2 separate regions of the Canis lupus genome follow, and region 2 is linked to region 1. The links are chromatin contacts, called in public Hi-C maps. All regions are on one chromosome and are shown on one strand. Each heading gives the region's core, a stretch centred on a gene start, on an enhancer-like site or on the middle of the called end of the contact. The rest is flanking DNA. Distances are from core to core; before and after follow the strand shown.

The links. Hi-C and Micro-C count contacts between places; a contact is called where the count stands out from the background.
Region 2: a contact with region 1 is called in a Hi-C map of blood, with 4 times the contacts expected there. The contact joins two enhancer-like sites. A contact is called at or near these places in 3 of 9 Hi-C or Micro-C datasets (amygdala, blood and skin fibroblasts).

Annotation. Positions count from the first base shown.
Region 1 is chr34:40,850,016-40,855,404 of UU_Cfam_GSD_1.0, reverse strand. TBL1XR1 (F-box-like/WD repeat-containing protein TBL1XR1) reads left to right here. Exons shown (of 15, transcript XM_038583941.1): 3 at 498-643; 4 at 2,779-3,001; 5 at 3,771-3,903; 6 at 4,454-4,595. Among named protein-coding and RNA genes, the nearest start is that of TBL1XR1, 140 kb to the left of the region's middle. Within about 2 kb of position 2,869, at least 3 of the 20 cell types and tissues checked have an H3K27ac peak or open chromatin away from gene starts, as enhancers often do.
Region 2 is chr34:41,869,034-41,874,422 of UU_Cfam_GSD_1.0, reverse strand. No RefSeq gene overlaps it. Among named protein-coding and RNA genes, the nearest start is that of KCNMB2, 180 kb to the left of the region's middle. Within about 2 kb of position 2,987, at least 4 of the 20 cell types and tissues checked have an H3K27ac peak or open chromatin away from gene starts, as enhancers often do.

The DNA of each region.
Region 1 (5,389 bases), core at 1,620-4,119:
CTTATTTCCTAAGTTTAAAAAAACCTGCAGAACATTGGATTTATACATTGTTTGACAATTTGCATGTAGAAATTTAAATATGCTACAAAAATATTAAGTGTCACCTTAATTTATCTTGGTCTAAATTATCTTCAGTGAAGCAGTCGACTCACATGATTTCCAAAGACTCCTTCTCCCCTTCCCCGCAGTTTTAAAGTTTGATGCTATTCTTTGAGGAAAATTACAGCTAAATTTTATATGCACTAGAAATTTTATATCATATTTTTTGTAATTAAAGTGAAAAGGAAAATATGTAAAAGCTAGTATGTTTGGATTTTTATATTTTTTGTTTAAAAACATATTTAACCTTAGCTAACAGTCTGAGATTTCAAATGGATGGATTGTGATTTTGCAAGATCACAGAGATCTTTCATTTGTGTCTTTTAAATAGCATGTTGCCATTGGGAGAGAATAAATTCTTATATCTTTTTTTTTTTTTTTTTTTTTTTTGGTTTTAGGATTTTCTCATTCAGCGTTTACCTTTGGTATAGAAAGCCATATCAGTCAGTCTAACATAAATGGTGCCCTCGTCCCACCTGCTGCATTGATTTCTATCATCCAGAAAGGTCTACAGTATGTAGAGGCAGAAGTTAGTATTAATGAGGTAAGGAAACCTTATTTGAAATACTAATAAGTCTTACTCTTAAATTTGTCCTTAAATCTAATATCTTGTCTCTTCATTCATTATCCGGCTTCAGCTTCCCTAGGTTGACAAAGTTGAAGGGTGGCGTTCCTGGTGTCCCAGTCAGGGTGAACAGGCAAGGCCTGCTGGCTCCCAGCTGCACGAACCTTTGGTTCTCATTTATTTCCCTTTCTATGGTTTTATAAGTAACTAATAAGAAACCGTTCTCTTTAAAACAACAGTGTGCTGTGGAACACGGAGACCGTAATTGGCAGTCTGAAAAATCCCAAAACCTCAGGTTATTTGGTTATACCTGATTTTGGAAGGCAGGTTATGATTAAAGCCAACTCTTGATGCTTTTGCCTATACAATTCCAGTGCCGGCCAGCGATGACCCATGAGCCAAATCCTGCCTGCTTGCCCGTTGCTGGATTGGAACCCAGCCACGCTCCTTCATTTATGTACTGTCTCGGCTACTTGTGTGCTACAGTGGCAGTATTGAATGGTTGTGACAGAGACCTTATGCTCCGCAGAGCCTTAGATATTTACTGTTTGGCCTTTCACAGAAAAAGTTTGCAAACCTTGGTCTAGCTGAAAATTTTCATAAGTGATCAAGATTTATAATACGTGGAGCTCTTTATTTTCATTTCAGAGCTTAACATGTTCCCCTTTACTTTAGCAAGTTTTTTTTTTTTTTAAATAAACCTCCTTGGTTTCTATACCAGTATTTATTATTATAATTATGTAGTACTCTAATTCTGATTTCATTATTTTTGAGTTTCTTCATCTCCAAAACTGAAAAATCCACTAATATTAAATTAAATGTGTCCTCATTGACTTTTAGTGTTTTCTGTCCCAGATTATCCTTTATCACAGGGGGTGAGAAACAGTCTCCACCAGTGGCCAGAGTTAAAGTCTCATGGTATCTGAAAAATACATATTTTGTAGATTTAATGTAGTACTCTACGGTGTATCTGTGTTGGCATTAAATAAATTACTTAAATTCTCCAGCTCCTCAAATACTCCATTGCAGCTGACAGCTCAGAAAGATGCGCGGTGTTGTTGTAGCTCAGAGCAACCCCCTCACTGCCCTGTAGGTAGGTCTTGGGTTAGTGCACCTTGAGCAGCCTGAGTGAGTTGGGCCTTACATGTGCATTGTCCCAGTTTCTGTTTCTGACTTGTTCTGTCTCCATGTGGCCACTGGAGAACTTTTTATTAACTTGTAGCCTCCTGATATCAATGGGAGGAGCTTTGTAAACTTACAGCAATGCCATAAAATTAAAGAGCACCCGTCTCAGAGTGAGGGTGGTACTTCTCGAATGTTCGTGTGCTAGAACTACCCGAGAGGGCTTGTGAAAGCAGGGATTCCCGAGCCCCTCAGAGATTTCGACTCTGTAGGTTTGACTGTCCGTTTCTAACAGACTACAGGTGCGGTGGCCGTGCTGGTGGTCCTCAGGTCACCGAGGAAGAGCGCCAGCTAGGAGTGCCCGGCGCCTGGCCTGGCCCTGGGACTTCCGCACATCTGCCTCTAAACCTTAGTGCTCCCATCTCGTCGTTAGGAGAATGAGACGATCAGATGGCCGAGCATCTGACGACTGTTTCTTGTTTTGATATTGAATCAAATTACGAGAAATTTTTTAGTCCTTTTTTTTATTAAGATTTTATTTATTTATTCATGAGAGAGACAGGCAGAGGGAGAAGCAGGCTGCTCGAGAGGAGCCCAATGCGGAACTGGATCCTGGGACCCCCCCGGGGTCACGCCCTGAGCTAAAGGCAGACGCTCAGCCCCTGAGCCACCCAGATGCACCAAGTCCTCTTAAAGCTATTTTAAAAGTTTTTTGTTGTAAAGAAGTGTTTATCCTAATGTGGCCCCAAGCCTCTCTTCCCGTTGCATGAACTCCTTAGTGTTGTTCATTGCTTTTCCCCGACGGAATTTTGGGATCTAATTAATAAACTTCTTATCACCTGGGCCCACTTTTCACTATTCCTTTCAATATTTCGGCTTTATCCTCACCAGTATGAACTAGGTGGGAAGGAGAATTTCAGCAGCTCCTTGCCGTTGCTTCACCCTAAGTATGTCTCTTTCGTGTTTTCTGCCTCAAAATTCTCCATCTCCAGGATGGTACCTTGTTCGATGGTCGGCCAATAGAGTCTCTGTCGCTGATAGACGCCGTAATGCCTGATGTGGTGCAGACCAGACAGCAAGCTTACAGGGATAAGCTCGCACAGCAGCAGGCCGCAGCTGCCGCCACCTCCACAGCCGCCACAAACCAACAGGGGTCTGCAAAAAATGGAGAAAACACAGCAAATGGGGAGGAGAACGGAGCACATACTATAGCAAGTGAGCTGAAATAAGAATTTCTAAAAATTCCTTTGCAGGAAAAGTATTTTGCTTTGTGTAGATGTGTCATCTTCTAAACTGAAGTAACATCGTCTGTTTCATTTATGCCAACTTGTTCCCTTAACTTGTATCACAATTCAGATTTTTATTCCTGAAGCTCCAAAAAGCTAGATTTACTTTCATGGATTTTATTTTCTTCTTTAAATATTTAGAAACCATTTTCTACTATAAGATAAATTTTGTTGTTTGCTCTTGACTTTGAAAGAAAATTTGTAATACTAGTCATTAACCCAGTAAAGCTCTGACATGGAGATAGGAAGGCAACTCTCATGTTATATGAATGATATCAGCAACCCCTACTGGCAGAAATTCAGAATAGTGTTGGCATGGACTATATTTAATTCAGATCATTTTATCATTTTAGCCTTGTTTGGCTCTAACCTTTTTGCAGTCTTTCTCACTGCCTCCTCATCACCCCAAACACACACACACACACACACACATACACACACACACACACACACATCTTTTTAAAAATAGTAGGGTCAGACGTAACTAAAGATAGGAATTTATTTCTCGTGTGACAAGTGCTGTATAATTATTTTTGCCATTACCTGACATAGTTTTTTGGTTTTTGGTTTTTGTTTTTTGTTTTTTTACATTATATGTTACAAGGGAGGTATAAAATGCTGGTTAAGAATTATTTTCCCCCCTCAGGGCGTTATAATAATACCTAACCGGAATTTTCCACTTGATTCTCATGACACAGATAATCATACTGATATGATGGAAGTGGACGGGGATGTTGAAATCCCTCCTAATAAAGCAGTTGTGTTACGGGGCCATGAATCCGAAGTTTTCATCTGTGCCTGGAACCCCGTTAGTGATCTCTTGGCATCGGGGTATGTTTCTTAATGTGAGACTTAAATATCCTACTGAACGAGTACACATTTTATAAAAGCATTACTGACATGTTTTTGTTGCTTCTTTGTGGTCCTTTTGTCTCTGTAAATCTTTATTTCTTCATAACTTAATCTTAAGTTATTTTTTGAAAAGGTATACTTATTTGAGAGAGAATGCGCACACACAAGCAGGAGGGGGAGAGGGAGAGGGAGAGGGAGAGAATCTCAAGCAGCCCCCACACTGAGTACAGAGCCCGACTTGGGGCTGGGTCTCAGGACCTGTGAGATCATGACCTGAGCCAGAAGGAAGAGTCAGTTGCTCAACCAACTGTGCCCTCCAGGTGCCCCCATAATCTTAGAAGTTTTAATTAAGCTTCTTCAAAAGTGCTGAGGGCCCCCAAAATGGAGACTAAGGAATATAGTGGAAATGGAAACCCCAGAGAGTCTAGTTTTTATTTGCCTTATTAATAATAGTATGTAAATATGTTGCTTTGATTCTGGGATACTTGAGAATATCATGACAATTTAAAATATATTGCATACTTTCTAGGTCTGGAGACTCAACAGCAAGAATATGGAATCTTAGTGAAAATAGCACTAGTGGCTCCACACAATTAGTACTTAGACATTGTATACGGGAAGGAGGGCAAGATGTCCCAAGCAACAAGGATGTGACATCCCTAGATTGGAATGTGAGTATCACTGTATTATCCGTGATGACTACAGTTCCTAATCTACTTAACATCTCTGAACCTCAGACTAATAGCAGCGTTTGTCCATTTGTTCAGATATTTTTGAATTTCACTAATAAGAACGACAACCTAGGACTCCCCGTTCTCAAATATGCTATTAAATCAAAGGCTGGCCCTCCAGCAGTCAGACCTAGGTTCGACTTGCAGCTCTGCAGTTGATCTTGCAGCAGAACCTTTGTCACACTGGTGGTTGCCCCTCTGCACTTCATGCTCCTCAAATGTTAGGTAGAGGTGTGGTAATGGTAGTACATAAATGGGGTGATAGATGAAAATCAACAACTGGCACACACTAAGTCCTTAACTGCGAAGTCCTTTGCTAGGGGTAAGAGAAATTTGCAAAATAAAAGCATGTTCTTGTTTTTCTCATTTTGCTCAGAACTGCTGAAGACTTCATTGCCGACTGCCTTTTAGGGACCATTAGTCTAGGCTCTGCTGTAGCTGTGGGAATCTTACAGTTAGCTGATCCTCTATGTCATTCCACATCTTTCAGAGATACCTTTAGTGCTCTGACTCACCAGAAAGTTTGAGCTCCTCGTTGACAAAGCTTCACCCGTCGGTTTCAAGTACATGATAACCAGCTCTGTTTGTTTCCATTTCCAACTATGATTGATTTGTGGAAAATTAGCATTTTTAAAGTTCCTGTATATTTTCCTTTATTCCATGTTGCCTTCTTTCCTTCCTTGTGACTTTGCATCCATTTTTTACCTGTCTTCCCAAGCCTAAGAAACATCTTA
Region 2 (5,389 bases), core at 1,738-4,237, 1.0 Mb before region 1:
CCCACTTGTTGTTTAAACCTAAATTCGGAAAAAAAAAATATAAAATAAATCTAAATTCGGTTGCTGTTTAAGGCCCCGAGTCTCCATCCCCTCTGCCAAGATTTGCTCCAGTAAACACTTAGCTTCATCAGTGGATACCTTTAACCTTATTATTATTTTTTTTAATTTCCAGGTTCATTCTCTTCTGTCAATACATGTTTGAGCATTTCTCATCCAAAATAGGAAGAAGAGAGGAAAATGAACAACATAAAAACCCCGTATCTTTCGATCTTCTTTACTGACTATCCAACCTCTCTTCTCTGGTCCTCCAAATCACTCGTAAATTCACTCTTTAATCTGCAGTATTATGTTTGGCTTCACCATTCCTCTGAAACTAGCCTTACTGGGTTTCCAGGGACCTTCTGATTGACCAATCCAATGGATACTTTTAAATCCTGCCTTATACACTTTCCTTTGCATTGGACACTACAAATTATATCCCTCCTCTTAAACTTTCTAGTCCTTTGTCTTTGGTGACATTTTTATTCTACCTATAAACCTCTGGTTTTCTGCACTGCTCTTTATCCACTGCCCACTTCCTTATTAGGATCCCCAAGTTCCTCCCATACCTGAAAGTCTTTCATGTCTCTCCATCACCCTCAGGTAAAGCCAGGCCACTCAGCACAGCGTGACGGGCATCCTGTGCTCTGATGCTTTGCCTAACACAGCAGCTTGAGCCTAAAATTATAAATATTTGTAAAATGAAAATAGGCAACAATAAATGAATATGGTTTGTACTCATCTTAATGTTTTCGTGTGTTTATTCAAACTTGGACCGTGAATCACAATTTTTGTTTGGACAAATTAAATTTCTAAATGTTTGGCTGATAGAAAATAATAAAATATAGCTGTAGTGAATCATGCCAATCTACCCACTTAAAATAGGAAATGCTTTATTTTGGTATAAGGGCTTTTTTGGGGAACTTACCTCCTATAATAACATATGGCCAAGTTTTGAGCATGGCATTTATTTCTGTTATTATCACATTCTAAAGTATTCTAGATTCCATTTACTCTTCCTTCCTTAAAAGACCTAGCAATGAATTTATTGAAAGTTATATTTATTTCAGCCATGAAGATGGTTATTTATTTGCTTTTTTCATGTATTGTTCAGTACCTATCAAGTGCCCAACCTTGCCCTGGTGCAAAGGCAACCATTGACAATATATAAAAAAAAAATGAGGGTGGTTGTGTTTCAATAAAACTATTCACAGATACTGAAATTTGAATTTCATAGAATTCTCTTGTGTCACAAAATATTATTTCTGTTCTGATTTTTTTAACTATGGAAAAAAGTGAAAAAAAATCTAGCATAAAAGGCCGTACATAAATAAGCAGTGGCCAGGTGGGCAATGGAATCAGGTAGTCTAGAACCAAAACTGGGCTCTGTGATAAATGCTGGGACTTTGAATGAGCCCTTTAACCTTTCTGAGTTTTTCCCCTTGACTTTAAAATGGAGCTGATAACACGTACAGTGTTTTGGTGAGAACTGAGAGATAAATCACGAGGATGTGTGGACCCAAAATATGTTCCTAGTAACTGAAAACTCCAGTCTTATATTTGTCTTACCTAAAATCATGCTAATTCTTGAAAGAATAAAGGTCTACTTTTCTTCAGTGTCAATAGCAATTGACCTTTTTTTTTTTAAAGATTTTTAAAATTTATGTATTTGACAGAGAAAGAGAGAGAGAAAGAGAGAGGGAGCACAAGAAGGGGGAGGGAGAGGGAGAAGCAGACTCTCTGCTGGGCAGGGGTCTGGATTGGGCTCCATCCCAGGACCCTGGGTCATGACCTGAGCTGGAGGCAGACGCTCAAGGATGGAGCCACCCAGGTGCCCTGCAATAGACCTTTTTAAATATAATTAAGCCCATTGTTTTTTTATTAACATTCACTGGGCTTTGCTCTTCTTGAGTGAGTGCCTCTCAGCACTGGCTCACAGACGACATCCACCCCCTCTCATGTTCTTCATCAGGCAGCGTGTCCTTGTTTCTTTGAAAAACAACTTGTCAGGGGATGTAGGAGATGTGAGAAAGAAGTTACTGGGAAACTTTACAACTCTATTTTTGGCTTAAAGTAGTAAAACGGTCAACAATGATTTTTTGTCTACTTTGAAGGGCTTTCGCAGTTTCAACATTGTAATCTATCACTTTCTGAAATGTTTTCTGATATTGTTAAGCTTTAAAATTATGTCTATAAAAGTATTTTGAGCAACCAGTTCATCTGGAACCAGTGGGATGGCCACACGTGACGTATCTGTGCCCGCCAACCAGCCTCCGGGGCGGCAGTCCGGGAGCTAGAGGACAAGAGCGTTTTGTGGGGGACCTTAGAACTGGGAGCCTTTGTGACATGCAGGCCTCACTGCCCTTCAAGTGGTTTTCCCTGAGGTCGGCTGCTGGCTCTGCAGGGGAAGGGAGACGCTGGTTTCTCCTCTTCCCCATCATCGTTGTGTCCCATGTGCAGCAGGTTAGGCGGGGACAGAGCGGCCTGCCTGTGCCGCCGAGACTCCCTGGGAGGTGACGGTTTGCCTGGTGTCCTGGACGCCTTCACGGGGCTGCCTTCACCCGGTGGGGGGCGCTCTGGCTGGGTGTCTCCAAGGCGCGGGTGTCTGTGCACTGACGCTCCCGGTGACAGGGCCCTGCGTCCCTGTGGCGGGTGTGCAGTGCTCACAGCTGCAGCATTGGGCCGGGAGGCCAGCCCCACGTGGCGGGGGAGGCCCAGCAGGAGAGGACGCGGCCCAGCAGGACAGGACATGGACCTGAGCAGAGAGGATGCAGCCCTGCAGGAGAGGACGTGGTCCTGAGTGGAGAGGATGCAGCCCAGCAGGAGAGGATGTGGCCCTGAAGGACATGATGTGGCCCTGCCGAAGAGGACATGGCCTGTGTGGAGAGGACGCAGCCCTGCAGGACAGGACGTGGCCCTATGCGGAGAGGACATGGCCCTGCAGGAGAGGACGCAGCAGGCTGCTGAGGACAGGGCCGCTTGGGCCGGTACACACCTGAGCGGCGAGGTGGTGGGTGGCTCGGAGGGACAGAAGGCTGTGGACACATCTCTACTGTCCTGAGGGGCAGGGCCGGAGGCCGCGGGGTCTTCTCTTCAGCCTCCTTGGTGTGTTGCTCAGGTCCCTAGAGCTTACAGCGTCCCGAAGCGTTTTGTTGTCCTGTCTTTTCCACAAATACATCGTGTGCAGAAGTGGCTCCATTTTCTTCTGTGACTTTCTCCTACAACTTGTGGTTTGCTTGTTGGTGAGGTCACCGCGCATCAGGCAGCGTCGGGAGCGCGCGCTCGCTGCAGGTCAGGGCTGCTCCACGGCCCCGGCCCCGGGCGCTCGCTCGAGTGAGGCCACCTCCCCTGTCAACCACAAGGCCCTCGGTCCTGATGCACGAACACCTAGATGAGCACGTAGACGTTGGGCACCGATGGTTGGTTGTCTCTCGTGCGCTGTGGTGTCATGGTCCCATCACAAGGCCATCGCCCCTGCTCCTTCCAGAGTGAGCAGCAAAGGTGACAAAAATCCACTTCCTCAACTTTGCCGCTGATTCTCTGAAGGCGGCAGTGACGGGGGAGGTGACTGACCCCGGGCACGGGAAGAGCCTGGGGAGACACCTCTCTCTCTCTCTCTCTCTCTCTTTGCATCTCCCCGGGTTGAGCGCAGGTTGCTTGGAAGGGGGACAGGCATGGGATGGACAGCGCATCGGGCCAAGCCGCCTGGGCAGAGACAAGGCACAGTTGGCGGGAAGCTCTGAGGCCCTCCTGGCCCGGCCGCTCTCCGACGACACTGCCCTGGGGACGCCCACAATCCTAACAGCTCTCAGTCTCTCCTCCAGCCCGTGGAGACCAGGAGCCCACTTGTCCCCTTCCTGGGTCCCACAGTGTCCAGCAGGCATGGGTCTCACCGTGCTGTGCACAGGGTACTGCTTTCCCGCAGGCGAAGCACAGTCCCATGTCTGTCATGCTCAGTCCACCGGCGGGGGTCCCAGAGCCGCCCAGCAGCCCAGGCCCCCAGAGGCCGCAGCTCCGTCTGGGCCCTCTTCCCTTCAGTGACTCTGACGGTGGATGGAGGGGGCAGGTGGGTGACGGAGACTCTGGGGGCAGGTCGGCCCCTGGCCTCTGCTGGTGCACATCACCTGAAGAGAGCCACTGGGATTGGCCGTCAGGCCCTCCACTCTCTGCCTCCACAGCCAGGGCTTCCACTTCCAGAGCCAGGAACCCTGAAGGTCGGATAGTGGCCCAGTGAGGAACCTGGAAGGTCAGATGGTGGCTCAGTGAGGAACATGGACAGTCAGATAGTGGCCCAGTGAGGAACCTGGAAGGTCAGATGGTGGCTCAGTGAGGAACATGGACAGTCAGATAGTGGCCCAGTGAGGAACATGGACAGTCAGATGGTGGCCCATGAGGAACCTGGAAGGTCAGATGGTGGCCCAGTGAGGAACATGGACAGTCAGATAGTGGCCCAGTGAGGAACATGGACAGTCAGATGGTGGCCCATGAGGAACCTGGAAGGTCAGATGGTGGCCCAGTGAGGAACATGGACAGTCAGATGGTGGCCCAGTGAGGAACCTGGAAGGTCAGATGGTGGCTCAGTGAGGAACATGGACAGTCAGATAGTGGCCCAGTGAGGAACCTGGACAGTCAGATGGTGGCCCATGAGGAACCTGGAAGGTCAGATGGTGGCCCAGTGAGGAACATGGACAGTCAGATAGTGGTCCATGAGGAACCTGGAAGGTCGGATGGTGGCCCAGTGAGGAACCTGGAAGGTCATGGTGGCCCAGTGAGGAACCTGGACAGTCAGATGGTGGCCCAGTGAGGAACCTGGAAGGTCAGATGGTGGCCAAGTGAGGAACATGGACACTCAGATAGTGGCCCAGTGAGGAACATGGACAGTCAGATGGTGGCCCAGTGAAGAACCTGGAAGATCGGATGGTGGCCCAGTGAGGAACCTGGAAGGTCAGATAGTGGCCCAGTGAGGAACCTGGAAGGTCAGATGGTGGCCCAGTGAGAAACCTGGAAGGTCATGGTGGCTCAGTGAGGAACCTGGACAGTCAGATGGTGGCCCAGTGAGGAACCCGGAAGTTCCGATGGTGGCCCAGTGAGGAACCTGGAAGAGAACATTCACCTACAGCTGGAGCTCTCCTTACCCCATAGCCCTCCTGTCAGCGAGGAAGCCGGAGCTTGCGTGTGGGAAGGGAAATTACCTTGTGGGGTAGGAGTGCTCCTCGCTATCAGAACTCAGACCCCTCAGTGATGGATTCCCACGATGGCCTTTGCCTTCTGTGAAGCAAACATGAAGCAGACTGTGTGGGGCTGCTTGCGGTGCACACCTTTCTCCTTGATGAGTCATTAGATCGCGGCG